3 separate regions of the Mus musculus genome follow, and all the other regions are linked to region 3. Evidence: chromatin contacts called from public HiChIP or PLAC-seq data. All regions are on one chromosome and are shown on one strand. Each heading gives the region's core, a stretch centred on a gene start, on an enhancer-like site or on the middle of the called end of the contact. The rest is flanking DNA. Distances are from core to core; before and after follow the strand shown.

Evidence for each region. HiChIP or PLAC-seq counts read pairs in DNA pulled down with a chosen protein or histone mark.
Region 1: a contact with region 3 is called in an H3K4me3 HiChIP or PLAC-seq map of pro-B cells, with 6 times the contacts expected there. The contact joins the promoter of Inafm2 here to the enhancer-like site in region 3. A contact is called at or near these places in 6 of 39 promoter capture datasets (3T3-L1-derived adipocytes, the C10 cell line, the HPC-7 cell line and 3 more), 1 of 15 datasets of contacts at CTCF or cohesin (pro-B cells), 6 of 484 Hi-C or Micro-C datasets (the G1E-ER4 cell line, cortical neurons, pro-B cells and 3 more) and 4 of 115 datasets of contacts at active chromatin or transcription factors (the 230-238 cell line, fetal liver, large pre-B cells and 1 more).
Region 2: a contact with region 3 is called in an H3K27ac HiChIP or PLAC-seq map of large pre-B cells, with 4 times the contacts expected there. The contact joins the promoter of Plcb2 here to the enhancer-like site in region 3. A contact is called at or near these places in 3 of 39 promoter capture datasets (the C10 cell line, the HPC-7 cell line and cranial neural crest), 1 of 115 datasets of contacts at active chromatin or transcription factors (large pre-B cells) and 1 of 9 other capture datasets (macrophages).

The regions. Positions count from the first base shown.
Region 1 is chr2:118,743,658-118,747,023 of GRCm38.p6, reverse strand. Inafm2 (InaF motif containing 2) reads right to left here and starts at 1,266. Exons shown (of 1, transcript NM_001301269.1): 1 at 1-1,266. The coding sequence starts at 909. The coding sequence ends at 451.
Region 2 is chr2:118,726,569-118,730,020 of GRCm38.p6, reverse strand. Plcb2 (phospholipase C, beta 2) reads left to right here and starts at 1,583. Exons shown (of 32, transcript NM_177568.2): 1 at 1,583-1,783. The coding sequence starts at 1,700.
Region 3 is chr2:119,187,765-119,191,118 of GRCm38.p6, reverse strand. The region is part of intron 1 of Dnajc17 (DnaJ heat shock protein family (Hsp40) member C17); the gene reads left to right. It also overlaps the pseudogene Gm14138. Among named protein-coding and RNA genes, the nearest start is that of Gm14137, 15 kb to the right of the region's middle. Within about 2 kb of position 2,013, at least 52 of the 459 cell types and tissues checked have an H3K27ac peak or open chromatin away from gene starts, as enhancers often do. A contact at or near this core is called in the 230-238 cell line, the G1E-ER4 cell line, pro-B cells and 2 more, where this site is marked.

The DNA.
Region 1 (3,366 bases), core at 17-2,516, 440 kb after region 3:
TTGGTGCTCTCTTCTTTGGGAGAGCCTCGGCTTATTTAAAAAAAAAAAAAAAAAAGAGCCCCTACACAACTCCCTACCTTCCCCTGAGTCTTGGGGAGGGGGCGCCCGAGTCACCCCCTGCGTTTAGGAAACACCAGAGCTAGCAGCGCTGAAGGGCTGGGTGCTAGGCTCTCTCCACCCTCCCCCCCAGTTCCCCTTATGGCTCAGGGCCCTGGCGCAGCACGGTGCTGGGAAGATCAAACCCCGAGTCCCCGGCGAATCGTGGTCCCTTGGCTGAAGATCCGGTTGTGCATTACCGGCTCCCGGGGCAAACTGGCGATCGCTGAGGTGTGTGGGGGCGTACGCTCGCGTAGGGGTCACTCCGGCGGGCTCCGGAGCCGGTCCTGCTGCAAAGTCCTGCTTGGGGGCTTAGGGGACGATGATTCCCGACCGTCCCCAACGCGGAGAGATTCAACGACTCCGGGGCTCTTCGGCCGCTTCCTCTTCGTCCTCGTCCAGCCCCCGCGGCCGTTCGAGCGGCCCAGCCAGGGGGCTGTCTGCAGCGGGCTCCGGGGGCGCCGGCCTCGCCGCCTGCAGCGGGGGTGCGTCGCGTGGCGCCTCGCGGCGGGACGACCCGGTGGTGTTGGGCCCCGCCGCCACCCCCGAAGTCCCAGACGGGCCGGTGGTGTTGGAGCCGCTGGGGGGCGGGCCGACGGCTCCCCCCGAGGTCCCGGCACCCACCGGCTGCCAGATGAGACTGTAGTAGACGGCCAGTACGATGGCGGCCAGCGACACGGAGAGCACGTAGGCGAACACCGTGGCTAGCCGGACCCACTTCTTGTTGGTCTTGGCCGCCATCTTCGCCTTCTTGTCCCCGGTGTAGGTGGCCGGCTTGCCCCGCTCGGCCGGGGCCGCGTCGCGCTCCTTCATGGGGGGGCCCCGGCCTTTGCCCCGGTGCTCCACGGCCCCGGCTGGAGGGGGCCTGGCGGCCTGCGAGGACTGGGCAGGGGGCGTCTCGGCGCCCTGGCTTCCCGGCGGCCCCGCGCTCCGCCGCTGCTCCTCACGCCGCCCGCCCGCAGCCCGCCACCGCGTCGCTGCCGCCGCCGGGGCCTGGGCCCGTCACCGCCGCCAGCGCCGCCGCCGCCGCCGGCCCGCCAGCTGCTTCCCGGCCGCCGCCACAGCCACAGCCGCCCGACTCCGCGTCCCCATCCGCTGCCGCTGCCGCCGCCTGCCCGGCCGCCGGCCGCCTGGTCTCCAGTGGCCGCGCGGACCGCGCGCTCCGGCTCTAGCCCGGCTCCCCCGCGGGGCGCGCCGGTGCAGGGGGCGGGGCCGCGCGCTGCCGGGGGGCTGCCCCTTAAAAGGGCGATGTAGGGGCCCGGAAGTGCCGCGCTGGGAGGCGGCTGCGGCGGGGAATCGTGGGCCCCGTGGGGGACGCCCAGTTAAGAGAGAGTTAAGGGAGGCTGGGCCTTAAAGGGGCGACAGGAGCTTCTTTAAAGGGGGAAAGGCACTTTGCGGGAGGGAGTGCGGAACCGGGAGGTGGCAGGGAGGGGCAGGCTCCGTAGAAAGCTGTCAACTCAGGCGTCTCCTCACATGGCCCAGGCTAGGAGATGGTAGGTGGGAGAACTAACCAGGCCCACCTACACCGGGTCTCCGAAGTGGAGCTAACACTAAGCTTGTGCTCTCGGGTAGCTCTAGAATAGTGAGGGGATAGTGTCCCAGATCCCTTCACCCCAAAGAGCCTGGTTCGGGTCTGGGAACCTGGCGCCCGCACACCGCAGTCAGTCTCGCTTCCTTTTTTCTGTTGGTCTGGACTCCGAGACCACTCGAATCTTGCCTGATTGGGTCCTCTTAGGACCCTTGAGTCAGACTACTGTGAGCCACAGGGACAAGAGCCAAAGGTTGAGTTTGTTTCTTAGGCTGACCTGCCAGCATAATCTCAAATCCCACAACAGGTCTCAGGTCCTACTTTCTGGTCTTCTGACTTTCAGGACTGGTCTCGAATTGTACCCAAGGGGCTGCACTGAACTGGTGGAGGACATCTCCCAGCGTTTTCATTCTTTGATTCTCTTCAACCCCAGGATGTAGAGAACTGTCTTTTCCCATTGAGGCTTGTTCCTTCCAGGCTTCAGCCTTTTTGCTCTTAGGGCCCTTTGGATGCCGGCCACCCCTCTGCACGCAGGGACTCTTAGTACCACCCTTTCTATACTTTCACCCTCTTCCCCTTTGCTTGTTTCATCCCTATTTCCTCTTTGTAATTCACCGCGATTGATTTCTGGGTGCCTCTTGCTTGACTCTCCCTGTGTTCCCAAAACTGTCTTTGTGAGCAGCCTGGATGTCTCAGTGGATTAGAGAACTATGAGTCTGAGTAGGAGAAAGGTCTGTGGTCCTGATGTAGTTGGGGTGGGGCGTGGCCTCTGCGAGGGCCCCACTGACTTCTAACCTCTTGGGCAGGACTCCCTCTGCCCTTTCCACTTCTCCCTTTCCTTTGACTTTGACTTTCCTTATCCAAGCCCTTCCCCAAATTTTCCATCCCATGGAAGCGCTACCAGAATGCAGTGTACTAGTGGGCTTCGAACCACAAGTTTCTAATCTGGTCCTGGTTGGAGGCTCAGGTGGGGCTGTGTCTCTAGCAATGGGCCACCCAATACTATTTCAAGGAGCCTTTTGTTTGTTTGTTTTTTGTTTGTTTGGTTGGTTGGTTTGGTTTTTCGAGACAGGATTTCTCTGTGTAGCCCTGGCTGTCCTGGAACTCACTCTGTAGACCAGGCTGGCCTCGGACTCCGAAATCCACCTGCCTCTGCCTCCCAAGTGTGGGATTAAAGGCATGCGCCACCACTGCCTGGCAAACCGTGCCTTTTTAATTTCTGAGATATTACAAGGACATTGAGAGTTTAGTGTTTATGGGCTTCTGTGGATTGATAGGTGGTGGTGGTGGTGGTGGTGGTGGTGGTGGTGGTGGTGGTGTGTGTGTGTGTGTGTATGAGAGAGAGACACACACAGGGGTGGGGGCGGGACGGGGTACTGTTCTGGAGCAGCCAGAGCAGGTCTTGAAGGTGGCCTGTAGTATTAAAGTCCAAAAATTGCAATCAAATGTCCTTTTCTCCTTTCTCAGTTGTTCTCTGGCCTTCCTGGTGGGGTTGATCGTAGGACCATCCCAAGGTGAATTACAGTTTAAGATCTCACACAAGATCTTAAATCTTTGTTAAAGCCCCCTTGACTCCCTTTCTGGAATGCACTCCATATTGCCTCTTCATATTTCTGCTGCAAATTACACTTCCTTTTTCTTGCTTGCTTCCCAGCAGAGTCGGGAAAACAACGTGTCACTCCTTCTTTATTCTAAACAATGATGTACTTGAAGCTCTTATTCAATTCCTCTCCCTATTCTTC
Region 2 (3,452 bases), core at 334-2,833, 460 kb after region 3:
GTAGGCTTTGGGAAGGGGCAGGGATTTCCCTTGCAAAATTCATTCAAACAGACAGGAAACCTGATCCCACAGAGACAGCCAGATGTGCAGGGGCTCCCAGGAGTCTCCCAGGGAGATCCAAGGCTGAAGGCAGGGCTTGAGGAGAGACACTGAGGGAGGGGTTGGAACACCTGTCACCTGCAGGAGTTTGGGAGCCGGTTTCCAGGCCGTTCATTCAGATCTGGTCTTAGAATTGCTTTTCTGGGGACAATTAATTTCTAAGCTAGCTTTCTTTGAGAAGTTCACTACTTTTATTGGGGGTGGGGTGGGAGGTGGGCAGGCTCTCTTGTAGCCTAGTCTTGAACTCCTGACCCCATCCCTCTAGTGCCAGAGACCCACAGTTTACCTTTTGATTCTCACTAACCCTAACTAACCTGTTCATCTAAACCTGTTCTCTCTTGCCCGCCCCTACTCTCATGCACTGGCTCCTAGCCAGTAGTTCCAGGGCCTGGAGAGGGTAGTTCACAGTTGTCAGGGGTGGCACACAGACCCCTGATGGGACCTGTTGCAGAAGGCCAGGGCCTCAGAGGGGAAGGAAATCATGGGTTAAGCTTCTAGCCTCCCCAACGGTGCTAAGCCATTTGATAAGAGTGCATTATTAGGTAAGAGGAAGTGACTGGGGCCTGAGCTGGGCTGGAACTGAGCCTCTGGGATAGATATGGACGATGTAAGGATCACAACACCTAGAACCGAACTGGGTTAGAGTGGGCTAAACCCTGAACAGGGGGCTAGAGCAGGCTCTGGTCTGCCTCTCAGAACCTCTCTCCTCCAGGATCTGTGTGTGAGGCAACACAGTGCATGAAGGAACACTCCAGTGCTGGCGGCAGCAAAGGGCCTCTTAGGCTGTGAGGCAGCTGCTGGGCAGTGGAGTTTTTAGGTATTCATTGAAAGGTTCAAAGATGCAGAGAAGTGTCATGGGTGAGAGGCATACTGCCTCACCTGGCTCTCATTTTCATGGGGAGGAAGCACTGAGAAAGAGGAGCTGGGTGTCCGAGAGACTTTGCTTATTCAAAACACTCAGTGCCAGCTGGGACCCGGCCCATCCCTGACTCCCACTTCCAGATCCCGCCCTCTGAGGACAGAACCCCTGCTCTGTGGAGGACCCTTTTCCTAAAGAACTGTTTGTGTTCTTGCCTCAGCCCAAGGCTCAGGAATGGTATCTCCCACCCCCCTCCATGATATATCACTTTCTTCCATTGGCGGGGGGGGGGGGTGTGTAAATCTGAGTAAAGCCTGTCTTTGTAACGGGGTCCTGGCCCCAACATTTCTAGATCTCATAGCCCGCCCCTCAGTTCACAGCAGCCCAGAGAAGGAAGCCCAGAGCAGGAAGTGCTGAGGCAGGGGGTGGGGGAGGAACTCCCAGGAGGGGAGCTCAGCCCCCTTGGGCAAAACAGCTACTGCAGCCCCCGGCTTCAGGAGGAGGAGGAGGAGGAGGCTGATTTACAAGGCAGATCAACTGGGCCCTGGCCTGAAGCTCTGAGTCCTGCATCCAGCTACTGCCACCCCGCAGGCTATAAGAGCACCCGACTTCCGGACCAGTACTGGGCGGGTGCCATGTGAGCCTAGCCTAAGCTTCCTCTCCTGTTCACCCTTCTTCCTTCTCTTCTCCTGTCCCCTGGAGAGGTTTGCCCAACCTCTCCAAAGAGGGACACTTGACATCATGTCTTTGCTCAACCCTGTTCTATTGCCCCCTAACGTGAAGGCATATCTGAGCCAAGGGGAGCGCTTCATCAAGTGGGACGATGTGAGTAGGGTTCGCCTCCCCCCCCTCAAATCCCCAGCCCCCGGGACGGTGGGGGCTGGGCTGCTTGGGAGCTTTGCAGAACGGAGGGTTGGTTTATGTCTTCCCAGCACCCAGGCGCCTATGTGTCTGTCACAACAGTCTATCTAGATAAACAAGTCTGGGGTGAGGGTGGGTGCTCCTGGCTGCTGTAGGGAAGGAAGCCTCTGTGTTTGGGAATAAGAGAGGGGGCTATGTGTGTTTGTGTGTGTGTGTGGGGGGGAGTCAGAGTCAGAAATCTTTGGACCTGATTTGCCCTTTTCAAATCCCCGAAGATGATAAAGGTTTGTTTCTAGTAACTTCAGTGTTGGTAGGGGGAATGCATGTCCCTCTCCTCCCACCTCAGCTGAGATCAGGAAGAGAGGTCAGTCAGGTCCTCTTCCCAGCACGGACACCCCAAATTTGCTCTGGCAGGAGGCCCATAACCAGCTGCACCATCCCAGTGTGCAGAACAAACTGTGTCCTGTCCCAGGGAAGCCATATTCTATCTCAAGCTACTACTGTGGCAAGAGTTACAAAAGGGCCGTGGATCCAGTTGAAAACGGGAGGCTCAAAGACTGGGGTCTGAGAAGGAACTTACTGACTTCTGCTTCCCCCATGGTGGCTCAGCTCAGCTCAGCCTTCTATTACCTGCCAACCTGTCATCCGGCCGGGGAGGGAAGACCATCTGCACCCCAGCCCAGAGTCTGCGCCTTCCTAACTCGTCTCTGGTCCTTCTGGGCTGAAGACACAGCCACTAACCATAGAATCTTTTGGTCTAAGAAGAATAAAATGAGAACTGTCACTCAGAGAGGGATAGGCCTCCTTAAGAGTGCTCTAGCCTGGCCTCAGGAAGGCCTGATGTTCTCAACAGCGCATGACATTTAGGAGGTCACCTACAATTACTTCAGCTCCCTGGATTGGCTAGTCTAGTTTCTCTATGAACTGAGGGGAGTCTGAAGCTAGACCCTTCAGGGCTTTGTTACGTTAAGGCATCTGGCTGTCAAAACTGTGGGGATGGGGCCCTGGCATGAAATGCTTTCTGTTTCTCTAGAAGTTGGTCTCTAGAAGTTTTGGTTGGTGTGGCATGGTGGTGGCATGCTGGTGACATGGTGGTGATGTGGCGTGTCTCAGAGTCTATGGAAGGAGGAAAATGACTCACAATGAAAAGTGAAGTGACTCTCTCAGTTCCTCTGGGAAGCCTGTATAACCTGAGGGGGGCTGTAGGTCATCAGGGATAAGGCATGTGATTCTTTCTCCAACCTGTGTGTCTGGTTGACCAATTCCCTTCCCCAACCCAGAGTGCTGTGTGGTCCCTGAACTCTGACTTGCATGAGCAAGAATGTCCCAAGCCCAGGCATGGGACACATGACCTATGAACCAGGTTTTGCTCTTGGATAGCTTTGGCACAGTTAGTAGATATATGGCTCTATATTGATAACTGTAGTAGAAAGGATAGAACCAAACCTGACTCTGTCTAGTCTCCCACAGCCCCTTCAGAACGTACTTAGAGGGGAAACCTTTCCTGGCTATAGAAAGAAACTCAGCAAGCTCTCAGACATGACCTTCACCCTTAGGCAATAGTCCAGGGGTCCCCACAACGCCCAGTCCTTTTCTAGGAACACATTAGAAGTGAAGCTCTAACCGTGCTTTG
Region 3 (3,354 bases), core at 764-3,263:
CATACCAGCTTCTTTATATATTTTGTGGCGTTTCACCTCACTGGAAAAAAAAAAGCAGATAAAGGGCCTTAAAATATAAAAGGGGTGGGGACATTCTCTGGGGGGGGGAGGATGAGGAACTGTTGGAGGGTGGGCCTGGAGGGGGATAAAGACTGGACTGTAAAAAAAAGATTAAAGATAATTTCATACACACACACACACAGAGACAGACACACACATGGAAAGCTGGGTGTAGTAACACACACCTTTGACTCCAGTAGTTGGAAGGCAGAGACAGATGGATATCTGTGAGTTCAAGGCCCCTCTGGTTTACATAGTGAGTTCTAGGACAGCTAGAGCTACATAGTGAGAACTTGTCTTGAAAAAAAAAAAGAAATACTGTATATATTTTCATACATATACATGTACATGTGCATATATATGAAAATGGTTAATAAAGCTTGGCTTAAAAATAAAAGAGAGGGGCTGGAGAGATGGCTCAGCGGTTAAGAGCACTGACTGCTCTTCCAGAGGTTCTGAGTTCAATTCCCAGCAACCACATGGTGGCTAACAACCATCTGTAATGGAATCAGATACCCTCTTCTGATGTGTCGGAAGACAGCTACAGTGTACTCATATGCAAAAAATAAATAAATAAATCTTTAAAAAAAAAAAAAAAGAGGAGCCGGGCATGGTGGCGCACACCTTTAATCCCAGCACTCGGGAGGCAGAGGCAGGTGGATTTCTGAGTTCAAGGCCAGCCTGGTCTACAAAGTGAGTTCCAGGACAGCCAGGGCTACACAGAGAAACCCTGTCTCGAAAAACCAAAATAAATAAATAAATAAATAAATAAATAAATAAATAAATAAATAAACAAACAAACAAAAGAGGTAGGAACCAGGTCTAGTGGTGGCTATCTTTGTTTGTTGTTTGGTTGGTTGGTTATTCGAGAGGTGGCTATCTTTGTTTGTTGGTTGGTTGGTTGGTTGGTTGGTTGGTTGGTTGGTTGGTTGGTTATTCGAGAGGTGGCTATCTTTGTAATGCCAGCACTGAGAAGACAGGTGGGCAGATGCCTGACAGTTAAAGGGTAGGCTGATCTACAAATCAAATTGCAGGCCAGCTAGGTCAACACAGTGAGAACCCGGCTCAAGAGCACCAGATGTAGCTGTGGGCTCAGTGGGGGCGCAAAGACAGATTGCATGCATCCTGGAAGTCAGGATTGCACTTGAGAGACTACCTGGGAAGCCATGTCTTTCCTTATTGTTGTATTGGGTTTTTGGAAGGGAGGAATGCTTAGTTATGGTCTCATTCTGTAGCCCAGTCTAGTCCAGAGCTTCCAATTTTCTTGCCCCAGTGTCCTGATGGTTGGGGTTACAGATGTGAAGCCTTCATGCCTAGCTCATTTTAATTTTTTAATAAGAGAGCTGGGGTAATGAGCGTGTGGTCTGGGGTATGCATAGGTGGGCAGTTGGGAAGATGGACCAACAGGGATGAACTTCTGTTCCCTCGCTGTTCAATCTGTTCCCTTGCTATTCAATCTGGAAAACCAGACTAGCCCTGGCAGGTATGGGTGTGGGACTGGCTGAGCCCAGCAGGTGGCAGCACAACCTCAGAGATCCGGGGCTCGGGAACTGGCGCGCGTTTGAGTCTGGTGCCTGCCAGGTGGACTCTCCTGGGAGATGCTGGCTGCCTGTCACTGACGGTCCTTGTTTAGCTCACTTGAGTGCAGAGGTAGAATTAGTTCCCTCTGAGAGACCAGGAAGCCAGAGCGCTGAGCCGCTCCTTCCTGGAGTTTAAGCAGCAGGAAACCTGTACAGAACACAAGTGAGATGCTGAGGTCTCAGAGCGGAGTCAGTGAGCGGAGTCAGGCCCGTGTCTGTACCACCTTTTCCTGGAAACGTCTGAGCAGGTCACATATGAAAGAATGTCTGCTAGCTGTTGGTTCACTTGTTTTTATGTGTTTTACCTGCACACACGTCTATGCTTATGCCTGCAGTGTCTCTAGAGGCCAAAAGGGGGCACCAGATCCCCTGGAGTTACAAGCAACCACTTGGGTGCTCAGAAGTGAATCCAGTTCATTTTAAGAGCAGCAACTGCTCCTAACCACTGAACCATTTCTCCAGGCTCTGCTTTTTAATTTTTGCAAATAAAGAAATGCTAGAGTTTGGCCTGGTAGTAGATGAGTGTAATTGCAGCACTTGGGAGGCCAGGATAGGAACAGGGTACGTTTAAGGTCAGCCTGGACTACACAGTAAATTCAGTTAGCTTGGTTCTACATCACACCAAGACACTGTTGGGGGTCCCTTTCCCCTTTTGTGCATGCATGTGATCCCCCCTCCCCCCGTCCATCCATCTAGAAATAGTTTTGGGTTTTTTTTTGTTCTGTGTTTGTTTTTTGAGACAGGGTCTGTGGCACTCACCTTGTACCCCAGTGTTGTCTCAGACATGAGCAGCCTGTCAGCCTGCCAGCTAGGGTTACAGACCTGAGCCTTTGCTCCTCATCTCTTTCTCAGAGTCCTTCTGATGCTCTGAGGACAAAGTGCTGATGAGCCTGACCAGGCGTCTGTAATGCTTTGACTTAATTGCTTTTAAATTTTAAATCCAAGCTGGGTGGTGGTCGCGCACACCTTTGAGTCCATCTCTCAGGAGGCAGAGACAGGCAGATTTCTGAGTTTAAGGCCAGCCTGGTCTACAGAGTGAGTTCCAGGACGGCCAGGGCTACACAGAGAAACCCTGTCTTGAACAAAAAACAAAACAAACATGAGGAAGAACAACCCTAGAGTGATTATTGTATACATAAGTGTTGAGTGCTGATTTCTCTCTCTTCATTTTTTTTTTTGAGATTCAAGGTCATTATTTATTTGTTGCTCTTAAAGACTCATTTCTGACTGGACTCAGACTTAGAAGTAGAAGCTCTCAGCGAGGACAGCCTACGTCTCTTGGCAATCTGTTCCTGGCGCTTTTCTTTGGCTTCCTTCATTCTCTTGGCCAAAAGTTTAGCGTATTCTGCAGCCTCCTCCTGTTCTTCTTAGTGCGTTGCTTCTTCAGAGCAATACATCGGCGTTTGTGTTATAGGACGCGTGGAGTAACAAGACGCTGAATCTTGGGTGCTTTGGTCCTGGGCTTCTTACCTTCTTTGTTTAAGGGCTTCCTGACAACATACTGGCGGACATCATCTTCTTTGGAGAGATTAAAAAGCTTTCGGATTCTACTAGCTCTTTTAGGTCCCGATGAGGCACAGTAGTGTCTGTCAGTCCAGGAATATCCTTCTCTCCTTTCTTTACAATAACCAAGTTGAGAACACTGAGATTAGCGTCCACGATGCATCCGAGAACAGACTTGCGCTTCCTCTCTACAGTTCTCCTTAGTCTGTAA